Linked DNA regions of Mus musculus: region 1 is linked to region 2. Evidence: chromatin contacts called from public Hi-C data. All regions are on one chromosome and are shown on one strand. The core of a region is the stretch at or near the end of the contact, and the rest is flanking DNA. Distances in the headings are between cores, read along the strand shown. Region 1 overlaps Tbxas1 (thromboxane A synthase 1, platelet). Region 2 holds the start of Tbxas1 (thromboxane A synthase 1, platelet).

What was found. A called contact is a pair of places that touch in the nucleus more often than the background predicts.
Region 1: a Hi-C map of the HPC-7 cell line shows a contact between it and region 2, with 3 times the contacts expected there. The contact joins the enhancer-like site here to the promoter of Tbxas1 in region 2. A contact is called at or near these places in 1 of 39 promoter capture datasets (macrophages), 7 of 484 Hi-C or Micro-C datasets (ECoMG-derived neutrophils, the HPC-7 cell line, the N1E-115 cell line and 4 more), 10 of 115 datasets of contacts at active chromatin or transcription factors (the HPC-7 cell line, acute myeloid leukemia, bone marrow-derived macrophages and 5 more) and 3 of 9 other capture datasets (adipose tissue, liver and pancreatic islet).

What each region holds. Positions count from the first base shown.
Region 1 is chr6:38,972,415-38,979,452 of GRCm38.p6, reverse strand. The region is part of intron 3 of Tbxas1 (thromboxane A synthase 1, platelet); the gene reads right to left. Among named protein-coding and RNA genes, the nearest start is that of Gm52859, 10 kb to the right of the region's middle. Within about 2 kb of position 5,407, at least 80 of the 459 cell types and tissues checked have an H3K27ac peak or open chromatin away from gene starts, as enhancers often do. A contact at or near this core is called in ECoMG-derived neutrophils, the HPC-7 cell line, acute myeloid leukemia and 5 more, where this site is marked.
Region 2 is chr6:38,913,841-38,921,164 of GRCm38.p6, reverse strand. It overlaps Tbxas1 (thromboxane A synthase 1, platelet), which reads right to left and starts at 2,179. Exons shown (of 13, transcript NM_011539.3): 1 at 1,924-2,179. The coding sequence starts at 2,012.

The sequences.
Region 1 (7,038 bases), core at 4,158-6,657, 55 kb before region 2:
TTCCATGCAGAAAAACATCTGGGCATGATGGTTCATACTTGTAATCTAACACTGAAGAGGGGACAGGAGAACGCTTGTCAATCTTGTCAATCAGTGAGCTCCAGTTTCAGTGAAAGACAGTCTCAAAGTACAAAGTTGAGAGAGATAGAGGAGGCCATGCAGCATTGATCTCTGACTGCCACACACATGAGCACACGAGTGCATGTGTGCAGACATGTATATACACATGCACAAACATGGACATTTACACAGGTCAAAATCATGGAGGTCAGAAGGAATTGGTACATTGTCAAGTGGTACAAGCAAAGAATTTTCCATTATCTCTTTGGTGGATTTCAGGAAACAGATTTTAAAAAGCATTTTAAGAACAGCAACTAAGAATTTATCACTAGCAGATCTACTCTCAAAGGAAGGCTGAAGAAGGTTATCCAGTGAGAAGTGAAATGATAACAGAATAAACTTCCCAAAACAAAGACCACAGAACGGGTAAAAGGTGACAGACAGGCTGTCCCTCTGCCCACACACTTCTTAAAGTATGTTTGATGGCTAAAGCAAGAGCTGAAGTGTCAACTTTGGTCAGAGTACTTGGAGGGAAAGCTAGAGACAGTGACATTCTGAAGTAAAGAGGGAAGGTTTTCACATGGCACCCAAAGTGGCAAGGCAGCCACACCCATAGACCAAGATCAATTATGTATGCATAGTTATGCAACTACTAAAAATAAGACACAAAATGATAAAAATATTTAATAAATCAAAAGTAGGGAGTGTGGTAGCTCAGCCTTTGGGTGTACTTGCTGCTCTTGTGGAGGACCTGGGTTTGGTTCCCAGCACCCACATGGCAGCTCACACCCACCTGTAGTCTGATGCCCACCTGTATGGACCCTCGTTCAAATGCCCACATACTAGACAAAAGAAGAACTGCATAAGGGGACAGAAGGATAGGAAAGGGAGTGGCAGCTGACTGAAAAAGTGTGCATGAAAATGCTGTCTTGGATCCATTGCTTTCCATGTTGATTAAAAGCACTACTAATAAAATAAAAGTATGGGAAAACAGTCTGAATGGTCCTATGACCTCAAAAATGGAATTCATATTTTTAAATTTCCTGAATCTCCAGGCCCAGATGGTTTTAGTAGAGAACTCTTCTGAACATTTACAAACAAGTAACAATGCCTCTTGGCAATTTCTTCTAGAAAGTAAAAGCTTGAAACATGGCTCAGCGTCACTTCCAAAGGTGATAGGTATTATCTTGATACCCAGATGAAGACAGCAAAGGAGAGCTGCATGGCCTCGCATCTTGTGTGTCTTAGACACAAAAATCTTCAACAAATCAAATCCAGCAATGTGTAAAAATACTCATACACCACAGCAGCTGTCATCTTTGTTCTTAATCAACATCCACTTTCCTTTACCAAAATTCCTTCTTAATAAATCCCAATTTCGTCTCATTAAAGAAGAAAGAAAGAAAACTGGGCCAGCAAAATGGCTCAGCAAGTCTGATGACCTGAGTTCAATCCACAGGATTTACATAATGAAAGGAGAGAATCGTCTCTCATAATTGACCTCTACAGGTTTGCACACATAGTTCAGCACATGTATGCATGCATGTACACACACAAGGACACGGGCATACACACACATATGCAGGCATGCACACACACATGCACACACACTCACACGCACACATGTATTAGTTATGTTTCTACTGCTGTGATGAAACATTATGACCAAGGCAAGTCATACAAGAAGGAACCTAGTTTGGCTTATGGCTCCAGATGGATAAGAGTTCATCATGGCATGAAAGCCAGAGCAGGAGGCTGAGAGCTCACATCCTCACCTGAGAGCACAAAGCAGGGCGAGCTAACCAGAAGTGGTGGAAAGATTTAAACTTTTAAATTCCTGTCCCCAACCAGTGATGTATTGCCTCCAGCAAGACCCCATCTTCTAAGCCTCACCAAACAGCACCACCACCTAAGCCTACAGGAAATCCCATCCAAGCGACTATAGTATGGATGACTTTTTTGGACATTTAGAGAAAATCCACACAGAACCAACCTACCATGGAACCTAGTGGAAGAATGTTTTCCTAGCTCATGAGGTCCTAGATCTAGTTCCTATCAAAATAAAACAAGCAAAACAACACACACACACACACACACACACACACACACACACACACACACACTGTTGATGAAAGAAATCTAAGAACCCATGTGTAAATGCAGAGACAAACGATGTTCATGGGTTGGAAAACACTATAAAGGTCCAATCCTCCTTAAACCACCTGCAGATGTGATGCCTTTCCTCCCGAATTAATGTAATTTCCTTACACGAATTAATGTAAGCAAAGACAAACTTACTCTCAAATTTGTATGGAAAGACAAAAGATTAAGAATAACTGATTTTTTTTTGAAGAAAGAAGCAAGAGAAATGAGTATACCAGCAACTTGACTATAGCAGTTGAAACTACAGTATTGGCAGAGAGAGAGACACACACACATACATACATATTCTATGCATACACACCCATATGTGCAATATAATTGCATAAAATCTGAATAATCCCTGTGCATGAACTGAGTTCCACCTGCTGGTTTTGATAGCTAGTTATAGTTTTACCTGCATGTGTTGTAGATCGCCAAGGTGTAAACTAGGAAAAAAAGACACTGGACCTCCCTGTGCATTTTTCTTGTTTATTTATTTGCAAATTCCCATGCATCTATAATTCTTTCAAACTTAAGATAATTTCTTACAAGTCATTCAGGAGCTTGATGAAGTTTAAAGACATTGCCCTGTTCCCAGCCAAGCCTGTTCTACCAAGCTTGGGTGGGCCCCAGAAACCTACAATAAATACTTGCTCTCAGATTCTGATGCAAGAACATGGGGCCACCCTCCCACAACAGCACTGAGAACCTTAGCAGCTGGCTAAAACCAAGAACGGAGCATTCAAAGAAAGATGGGCCCCACCCAGGCCTACCAGGCCCTAGTCTTGGGCAGGAGTGGGACCAGTCACCTCTTATTTTAACAAGCTCCCTGGGGATTCTGATGCCATGGACAATGAACAGACTGGGACCCCGCCCTGATCTATGAACAGAGGACAATGCCCATTTGTATTTCCCCAAATCCTTAGATGTAAAAGAAAACTAGTTAGACTCTGGGAGACACTCATATTTTGGCAAGATATTTGTATTGAGTTTCTTATGATCAAAATAATTTTGTACACCCTTTGAATTTTTTTTTAAAAAGCAAAATAATACTTGTATATTCTGGTGGAAGGAGCCGCCACGGGAGTCTTTCCATATTTTTCTAGTAATATTACTAATGCTAAAACCAATTTTGCAACAATTCCTTTAGAATTGCCTCAGAGCTGCTTTATGAACCTCGGGAGGAAACTGGCCCCATTTTACATGTAAATTGTGTAATCTTGTGAATTTATGCTTATAAAAATGCTCATCTGTAGTTTGAGGAGCTCCTGGCAAGATCTTAAATAGAGAAAAATGTATTTTACTTCCAGAGTTGCGGCCTTCCTTTCTGGAGTCTGGAATGGCTCTACCACATGAGTCTGCTTACCACTTCTCCTGGGGAAGCCGCCCTCCCACCCTACGGAGTTCAGAAATCTGCTCTCTGTGTTTTTTTTAGTATGCACTTTGGTTTAAATGTCTCCACAAAAACCTTCCCTGTATTTAATCTTCATCGGGAGGGATGCCTTCAGAGGTGTATACAGGCAGGCCCTTCAGGGGCTAATTAGACCACAAAGGCTAAGAATAGATGGGTTAATGGGTGACACTGAGAGCAGATCCGTTATAAAGGCCACTTTGGTACACCATCTCCAGGGTGAACTCTTTTCACCATGTGGTGTTTTGTATCATCTTAGGACTCTGCGTGGAATGTCCATGTGCATCTGGTCAGAGCCTCTCTGCCTCCAGTATTGTGAGTTGGAGAAACCTTTCTTCTTTATAACTCATTCAGTCTGAAGTGTTTGGTGATAGCAAAAGGAAACAGAATGAATGGTATGTATTTTCCTGCCCCCTGTTTCCTGCTCCCTGAGGTGGTGTGCTCAGCAGGTGGGAGCCATGCTCACCTGTCACCTGTTGTGGGGGACAGTTTTAGACACAAACTCTTCAGACTATGTTGCAGCTGAAACCTGGGAGTAAAATCTAGGTGATTATTATAATTCCCTATTGATTTAATCCTATCAATCCTATTAATTTAGAAGGAAATACGATTCTTGAAAGTGAAGCCAATAGGGTGCAAAGAAACGTCCCAAACCATGAAACTGGTCAGTGATGTGTGGCTAGGTTGTGGGTCTTCCTCAGAACCTTTGTGGTCACAGTCATTAGCACTGGTGCTTGCTTCCTGCCTGGCTCTGAGCCTCCTACACTAGTTCCACCACCACATTAAGTTTTGAAGAAAATGGAAGAGGAAGCCATCCTACTCACTTCTAGAACAGGAAACTAAGACTTGCCCAAGACAAGGACCGTCTGACCCTGCCTCAGAGGTGTCCGTCTCTCCAAGATGGCCAACCTTCCCTTTCTCCCCAGACTAGCCTGGTCTGTGAAATCCAGAGCAAGCAGGTGTGCAAAGGGGCCAGGCAGATTCCAGCCATATTGTCTGTATCGTTCCCCCCCCTCAGCTAACTGTGTCTTTTAAAGGTGCAGTTGGAGAACAGATTCTTGCTTAATGGACCAGAAACTCCTTTCCAGCCTAATGAAGGAGGTGAGGGCTCACTCCCCGCTAATCCAAGTTGCACGTTGACTACTATAGGGGCAAGAAATTCATAACCAATTATTCATTTATATTTATTTATGCACATAATAATGTGCTTATTCAACCCCAAAGCACCTGGTTGAAGAGAAAATGTAGGCGAACCAATGAAGTATTGTGCAGTTAAAAATAACACTTATTTGACTTGCTTAATTGGTGGTTTTCTTTTATTTTTCTCTTAAAACACACACACACACACAAAACCACCACTGACCAGTCTAACCAAAATAGCACTGGTGCCTTCTTTCTGGGAATCATGACAAGCAAGACTGTTAGCATTAGCCTGGGGGCTGCCTGGCCTTGTTCCAGAAGGCCTACCTCTGGTAGAGGTGACCAAACTATGGGGCTGTTCACGGGATAGCAGTGGGGACATGTCACTCAAAGTCATATGGAAAGGCCCAGGCTCCACAACTAGATGGAAGTGTGCCTTGTAAAAATAGCACTGTGGGCCTGTTAATAAATAACAGTCAACTCCAGCATTAATTAGTACATTCAAGAAGTGTTTATTGAGCACATACTCTGCCAGGCACCCAGCTGACAAATTCTTGCAAGTCTGGAGAAAAATATACTGGGTGTGTATCTGAAGCAGAGAATTGTGGCCACTTCCCCTTTTCTCAGTCGTTGTTTCTTTAATGTCTCAGGATTTTGAAGTGTGTTCGTGACTTTTTGGAAGAAGTAGGAAGTGGGGTGTTGCTGGGTTGGCCTACTGAGGCTGTCAGGGGTCAGGGCTGAGGTGACAGTGCTGTGTCTTTGGGCACTGGAGCCTTGGGGACTCAGATCCAGGCCTTGTTTGTAATTAATAGCTCTGCTACCTTGAACAAATCATGTCTACTTTGAGGTCATGGTGAAGGTCAGCAGGAAGTTGGTCAGCAATGAAGCTGCTATTAGTGTGGACAGTGAACGGTGATGGCCCCTGACTATGAGAAATGAACTTATGGGTGCCCATGAGGGGATGAGCAGGTTCCCGATAAAGGCCTGACACCCCCACATCAGCAGAAGGGATCTGAACATGTGCATGATTGACAGGACCTGCCATGCACCACTAGACACCAGGTATCTAACAAATCCATGCCTTGGCAACAGCCGCCTTACTTCCTAGCAGTAAAAGATGCTACACGGCAGTCGCTGTCAGGGCCTCCACCTCACCTTGGCCAGATACAGAAATATCAGGAAGCCCCACGGGAAAAGGTGGCCGTGTGCTCTGGCAATGAATGCGACTCACAAATTCCAAGAAGTCCAGAGAAAGTTAATGAGAGTTAGCTGCTCTTGGACATTTGGCTTAAGCAGCGACTCCTGGACTCACAGCTACCCTGGGTTAGCAGCTTCCCCTGGGTTAATGGCCCCTGGGCTAGCTGCTCCTCTTGGTATGGCAGCCCCTCAGTGCTAGAGAGAAGCTATAATTTCCATATTACAAGTGGAAGGTACTGGAATCACTTTCTAACCCTCATGCCAACTGTATTTGAGCTTTGCTGCTTTTACTTGCAGTGGCTCTCAGCAGGGTGGTGGGTGGTTGGGTGGGGGTGGGCATCTGTTTCTACAAGGCCAATTCCCACGAAGGCCAAACCTACCTTCAGGGGACAGAAGGTGAGTATGTCACTGCACTCTCTGTAAGCTCTGATGGGTTTCCATTATTTGAAACAAGTGCCAGTTCCTTGGCCTTTAACCAGAGCCCTTCTGTTTTCCTACCAAAGTTCATGGATTCCTTTACAGCATCTGGTGAGCCAAAAGAATTACTTACCACTCTTGTTCTCTGAGTTGCTAGGTCCAACAATAAGACTCATGTTCTAACAACATAGTTGTCAGTTAAAGGGACACCCTTTCTACTGACCCCCTGACTGTCTTCCTAGCTTGTGTAACTCCTCTCTGGGGCTAGCATACAGTCTTAGATCGAGAGGGACAAAGTGTCACTGTGGGGAGTTGGATGCATAGAATCCTCAAACCACCTTTGACCTCAAGCCAAGGCTTCTGCCAAAATATCATCTCAACCAGTTTCCATGCTGTGGAGATCCTGAGATGGGTTTCCCAGAGGTCTCCTCAGGGAATGGTCTGCCATCTACTGCAGAGACAGCTAGTGCTATTCCTTCAGCTATAGGAAGCATTGACACCTGAAAGCCAGCATCCACTGACAGTAGATGTGTCTGACCATTTTGTCCTGTCTGGAGAGGACCCTGACAGCTCCTGTCTTCCTCCCATCGCAGACAGGTAGGTATCCTCGCAGACATGCCATCCCCCAAGCCCGTCTCATCGTCAGTCAGGAGTACAGCCTGCAAGACCTG
Region 2 (7,324 bases), core at 930-3,429:
TCATCAAACATTTATTGAGGCCTTGCTAGACGTCAGGCGCAGAGCTGAGAGTTAAGAATTCAGAAATGAAAAAGACACAGAGAGGCAATGTAGAAATGCATATAAGGGGGTACTGATGCTGCAGGACCACCTGGAAGACTCGGGTGCCTAAGGCGTTGAACGTCACAGAACATAGGCTGATGAAGAGAAAGTAATATTGATAAGCATTTCTTTTCTTTCTTTCTTTTTTTCATTTTTTCCTCTCTCTCTCTCTCTCTCTCTCTCTCTCTCTCTCTCTCTCTCTCTCTCTCTCTCTCTCTCTCTCTGAGACAAGATCTTATATAGTCTGGGTTGGTTAAGAGTGATCTTGAACTTCTCATCTTCCTGCCCTTACCACGCATTCCCTCCTCCTCCCCGCCCCAGTTCTGGGATTACATACAGATTAATGTCACTAAACCCAGTGTGTATGGTACTAGGGATCCACCCCAGGGCTTCGTGCATGCAGGCAAGTTCTCTACCACCTGAGCTATAGCCCTAGCCCATAACCAGAACATTAATAAAAAGTGAGAAGACACATAAAGCAAACCACTGAAGATGGCTCGTTTTCAGTGTGGGGGTTTAAACCTAGGCCTTTGCACACACTACCCATGTGTTCGTCTTATCCCTCCCCACCCACAATCACGCTTTCCTCTGCTTTTAGTAGGAGAAAATTATAGTGGTAGACATCTATTATGCACCTACTGCATGCCACATACTTTGTTTTGGATTCCACAGAGACTGAGAACACATTGAAGTGGGTTGTTAGGGACGGGGGCAAGGGACTACCCTTTGCTCTTGTTTTCACACGTGGCTGGTTTCAATGCCAGATCAGCTATGCTGAGACAGAAAAGTTCAAAAAAATAACCAAACCAGTTAAAAACCAAAAGAGCACTGGGCCCGATGCTGGGCTTCAGAGCCAATTTCCAATAAGTCATATCATCATCAGAGAACATCAAACGCACATTCCACTTTCAGCTATGCAAATTCCAAAAGAATAATACCTCACATTTGCATAATGCTTGATGTTTTTCAAAGTGCCTTCCCAGCTATTAATCTACGGGTGGCTTTATTACCACTAGAAACATAAATTGAAACTCTCTTCCAGCTCTTCTTTTTTTTTTCCACTTTCCCCTCAAAACCCAGAGACAACCTAAATCCAAGTGTTTGGGAATCCATGGGTATCTCCAGGAAAGGTAAGGACCCCGCTGGGTAAACACAAATATAGCTCATTGTGAGGTCTGTCCTTCACAGTCACCATTGGGGCCAGCTTTTAAAACACAAGGTCTGTTGTTGAACTAACAAACACACAAAGAGCAACAGTGTATGTAGCACAAGTTTAAGATTCCTTCTGGGTCCCCAGCTTCATTGTCACCACACCTGGCTCTTAATTTGGCACCCATCCCCTTCTACCACATATTAGAAAATTGGGAAATTTATTCTACCACTTTGTCCTTAACCCTGCAGGCATCTCTGTCCCCAGTAAAGTTTGTTTGCCGAAGAGCTTCCATGTCTTTAACTTGATGTGAGCCAAGAGGCTGAATTCGTTGCAAACTCAACATGAAATGATTTCAAAAAACAAGGTGAGCAGGTACGTCAGGGTTGGAGAAAGCCCTTCTAGCCATCCCCGATGCCTTTCCAATCCGCTTCTTTTTCCATTTCTTTCAGACTTAATTGTGTGTAGCGTTCCCAGTCACAGAGTCTCCAGCATTTCCTGACACTTGAATCTCATGCATTTTAGCAAAAAATTAACCTGGCTGTTTGCTTTTAATTCCGAAGCCGTGTTAATACTCAACTCCCTCTAGATTAGACAAGAAGAAAAACACACGCCCGCATACCCCACCTGGCACCACAGGCTCCTGGGCTGACATTTGTAGTGTCGCAGTCCCTGTGGTTGGCCACACTTACCATTTCAGGAGGGCCAAGAGAGCCACGAGCAGAGTCACAGTCACTATGGTACCACTGACTTCAAACTTGAGAAGCCCCAACACTTCCATTTTTCCTCGGAGACCCCGGAGGGGTGGTCCTCAGGAGGAAAGAGGGTGCTGCTCTCCTGCCCTTATAGGAGTCCTGATCTGTATATAGGTGGTGGAGAAAGAAGTAGGTAGTCAGCTGAACATCCCATCAAGTGAGTCCCCCAAAAGTGCTCTTTCTTAGAGTGTGCCTTTCTTTATAAAGAGGAAGGAAGCAGAGGGAGAAACAAAGGGCTTCAGGGCAATGAATCAGCAACTTTATTTTCTTGATGACTGTGTTGTCAATAAACATTTATGTTAGCTTCCCCAGAAACAGGAGCAGACAGGCGGGCCTCATGGTCATCATGAAGCAAAATGGTTGTTAACCATTGACTGCTTCTCAAATACGCCGTCCTCAGAGAAAGACCTCCTGCAAGATTTGCCTCTCTACACCTTTGTCGATCTGTACTTCAGTGGTGACACAGGCCAGGGCACTCTGAATGTTCCATGGATTCTGGGGGCCAGGTGGACAGCATCATCTGCTTTGTAGCCAACCACCTCCCAGTGCATTGGTTATAGGATGCAAGCTCCTGACTGAGAGGAGAGGCATGCTCACAGTATTGGTGCAGACCACAGATCTTACCTCGGGTGAGCGCTCTCAGCATGAGTTGTTGGTTGTGTAAAAGCTCACTCGTAGTCGTGTGTGGGTTGACTGTTCTAGCTTCTGGTCTAATTTGATGAAAGACACTGGATGATTTTATTTGCTTATTCATCAGCGTGTTTCATCCTGAAGACAGATAAAAAGGTTGGGTGAGCAGGAAAACACCCACCATGACGTTATTCGGCCATTCATAGAGTGTATATGGGGTCAGCATCCGCCATACTCACAAATGATGCTGGCCCCCAACCCTGGAGAAGATTCTTTGCAGATGGATATACAGTCTACAAACGAAGGAATAATTACCAGTGCAGAACAGTGCTGTGAAGGTTCTCAAAACGGAGCTTCGGGGACAGCCTGTGGGATGGCCTGCTAGGAGGTATAGTGGGGAAGACTCTAGGGAGGAAAGCCATCACTGAGATTTGCCTGTGAGAAAGCAGTTTGTCCTGTAGAGAGCTGCAGGAGAAGCAGAAAGAGAGCATGGGTGGAGGCCTGGAGGTGGGAAAACCTTTCTGCGCTTTAAGTACTACGGTAAGACCCACGAGCCTTGTTCTTTTCCTCAACTACCCCCCCCCATCTTTCTTTCTCCTCTCTCAGAGTAGGCTTCTCCTCCACAGGGTCAGATAGTCTGCTCAAATTAAGGAGCTACCATGCAGAGTGACAGCTAGTGCTACTGGAGCAACGGCAGGTTTATGGCCATGCTCAGGGAAGGAACAACCTCAGATGTGACTGAATTCAGTGCACATGCCAGAGCAACACTGTGGAAAAAACAACATATATACTTGTGTATACACACACACACACACAGTGCTCCCTAAGGCGTCCAAGGTGAGATAAGTGTGAGAAAGGCTGGTCTAAACATTAATCAGTAAGTTTATTTACTGCAGCTCCATTCAGAGCTATGAAGTTGCTGATATGCCCTGGGAATGTTGAGTGGGATGTGGCCAGCAGCATAGCCCAAGTGCCTTTGACCACAGAATCCTCCTTCAGGGGCATTTATTAACACAGCTCGGATGGAGTACTCTAAGGAACTTGCTCTGAGAAATGTTGATCGTGGCAAAGTGTTATTTATAGAGAGGGAAACAGAACCCCAGAAAGGGAGAGGGACTAGAATAAGGTCACATAGTTTTGTCGTGGTATAAGCCAGGTCATCCATTCCGTCCTGAATGTGTCTGTTATATCACCCTATGGATGACGTACGCTCACCCCTGATGTGACCCCAGATGCTCATTGCCATTGTTATGGAATGCAAGTGGTCAGCCAGAGATACCCAGTTTTCTGAGGGGCTGCTCACACCCGAAGGATAACAATAAGTGTGGAGGTATCCCTAGGTGACGTGCGATCTGTAGAAACTGCAAATGCTATGGAGAGATGGTGTCCTGGTAGGTTTCTTTCAGCTTGACACAAACCAAAACATATTGGGGAAGAGGAATTCTTAATTTAAAAAAAAAATGTCTCCGAAGGACTGGCCTATAGGAAAACTGGTCTTGATTGGAGATTGATGTGGAAGGGCCCAGCTCACTGTGGGTGATGCTGGCCAGACACTCTTGGGTTCTATAAGAAAGCAGGCTGAACAAGCAAGCCATGGAGAACAAACCAGTATGCAACACTCTTCCATGATCTCTGCATCAGTTCCTGCCTCTGGTTCCTGGCTTGACGTCCCTGGATGATGGACTGCGCACTCCAAGATGAAATAAACCTTTCCTCCCCAAGTTTCTTTTGGCCATGGTACTTTATCACAGCAATAGAAAACTGAGACAGACAGCCACACCCTTTCTCTATCTGCTGCGGGACAGAGATAATAACCAAGGACTAAGAGAAGCAAGCTAGCCAAGATGAAGCGGTAGGGTCAGAAATAAGTGACCTAAAGGATTTTCAGCAGGAAAGTAACATAAACAAGGATTTATTAGACTTTTGAAGTTCATGAAGCAATGTAGGGACATTCTGTTGTCATATTAAAGTACTGCCCCTAATATATCAATATTTTTTTCCATGTGGGAAAAAATTCTTATATCCATGCCATTTTACCTACTGTGATGTATTCAAGTCTGCACTTCTGTGATGTGTGTCACTTCTACATCCAGAGCAAGGTATCCGTAGCTACTTATGGATCTATTCCATGGTTACTGGGGGAGTCAACTAGCCAACCCTCTGTAGAGTGTCATTCACATTTCCAGTTTCTTGACTTTACAGGATCTCTTAGAAGTGGGATAGCTGGATGAAAAGGCAAGTGTTACCTCTCTGAGCAGCGTGGCTTCCTGGCCCCTGTTACCTCTGAGCAGCGTGGCTTCCTGGCCCCTGATTCTGAGAGCTGGGGGTGGGGGTCAGGGGCACTGAGACCACATAGTAGGCACCCCACAGAGCTTTTCTCTTGTCTCCACACTCCGTCTCCTTCCCCTCCTACCCTGAGGCAGACATCTCCCCAAAGTTGAGTCAACTGTTTTGACTTAAGTCTTGTGTTTCTTTTTAAAGCTTTTCCTCCATAAATTCCGTGGTATTTCCTCCATATTCCTGTGTTTAAAAACTGCATGTGTGGAGAAGAGGTGCCTTGCTTCTCAGTGGAAGGTTCCCAGCTGCTCAGTGCTAAGCTTGGCTGTCTCTGACAGAAAAGCAAGACAGAGGCAAAAAGAGGCGTCCTCAGGGAACACTCAAGGCCAGACTAGCCCCGAGCAAAGAAAGTGTGTGGTACCTCCTTAGCACTCTGCAAGCGCCTCTCTAGATCACCTCAGAGGAACCCTGGGAAGAGGTGAGCAATGCTTCTAGAAATACCTATTAGCAGGTAGATAGGATGGTTTATACCTTTGAGGAAGAGTCCAGCCAAGAGGCTGTGGGTCATCACAGTAGGAGACGATGCTCTGAGTGAATCAGGAGGCATGGAAACTGGTTAGGAGAGTTATCTTTGAGGCTCTGGAAAGGCATAATGGATAGTTGTATTCTGGGAGCTGGGTTAGGGGATGAAGGATGTCAACGGTAATGCCTGACCTTCTAACTTCTCCCCTTGATGGTGTCCTGCAGCACAGTGAGGACATGGGGGGAGGGGGAGGAGTCCAGGAAAGAGCCTAGGTAGGGAAAGGACAGTGGCTCCAGTGTTTGCATGCTGAGCACAAGCACATAAAGGACCTCACAGGTAACAAGGCTGACCTGCAACAATGAGGAGAAGGACCTGAAGTGAGAGAATGGCTTCCATCTTCAGAGACATTTGCATGTGGATAGGATGGATGGTGAGCCACTAAAAAACAAAAACTCCACCCCCACCCCCACCCCTCCCACCCCAGTTGGTAAGAAGCTTGCTGTGTAAACAACAGAATCCAATTTTAATACCCAGAGCACACACAAAGGAGTCAGCTGTGGTAGCACAAGCTTAAATAAAATCCCAATACTGGAATGGCAGAGTCAGTTGAATCCCTTTGGTCTGCTGAGCAGCCAGCACACCCTACTGAGAAAGCCCCAGGCCAATGAAAGACACTGTCTCAAAAACCAAGGTAGATGGTATCCCAAGAAACAACATCCAACGTTGACCTCTGACCTTCTCTCATGCATGCACACTTGTGTGCATACACACACACAAAGCCTGCACACAGACACATGCACACACATACAGAGAGAGAGAGAGAGAGAGAGAGAGAGAGAGAGAGAGAACACATGCTGCAAGGAAGGGCAGAGAGAAGTCTGGGAGAGAGGAGGGTGGATTCCAGAGAGCAAAAAAATCACAGAGAAGCCATATTCAGTGCTGAGGGACTCAAACCCTTTTGTTCCTAAATGTCCTCACACTGTAGTTCCTGTGGTCTTAGGAACTTACACTATTGCTCCAAATCTCAATTTTCCCCCCAACTCTCATAGTTGTGGGGACAGGGATGTGCTCTGTGTACCTGGCTTAGCAAAACTTCAACCCAGCAAGCACTTGATGCAAGCAGTCACAGGGCATGGCCAAGGACATTGACTGCTTGAGTGCAGTGGCTCCCAACATGTTTTTGGATTTGGTATTGGGGTCCCTATGGTTACCCTCATGATGGCTTTGGGAGCGGCGTGTGTAGAGAGTCGGGGCTAGAGAAAAGCAGGCTTAGAAAGGGCTGGACCAGGTGCCACTCACTGTCTGTGCATGATGTGGTAAGAGGATGTAGCATGCATTTGCAGACTTGTGAAAGACAGCAGCCATCTGTGTGTGTTCCCTGCCTGTGATAAGGGCAGAGCTCTCTCTTTGCTTCGGGGTTGCTATGGAAATACGGACAGGTGCATAAACAGCTTTAAGGTCTATGTCAAATCTTGATTTTGTATTGGTTTGTGAGGGCAGGGACCATATTTTCGATCTCATTGTGCAAGCATGCCGCCTGTCGCTCTGCCGTCTCTCCTTCCTGCCCGTCATTAGCATCCTCGGGGCCCACCCCTCCCCAGTCTGTCCTCTCCAGCTCCATTCTCATTCCCAAGTTTCAGACCAATATTTCCAGCTGCCCACTGGGTCCCCCTCCCTGACAACTATCTCACAGATGCTGCCGATTGGAAATATCTAAAACTAGATTCGTGACTGCAGCTTCCATCTCGCCTCACCTCTCCCACATTCTGTCTCTGTGGCTCCAAGTCGAAAATTTGGGCTTACCCGTGACTTTACCTCTTCCTACCCACCATTTCTTGCCATGAGTGAAGCACCAATCCCTGCAGGTTCTGCCTGCCAAGCCTCCCTCAGTATGCCCACGGCTCCCCT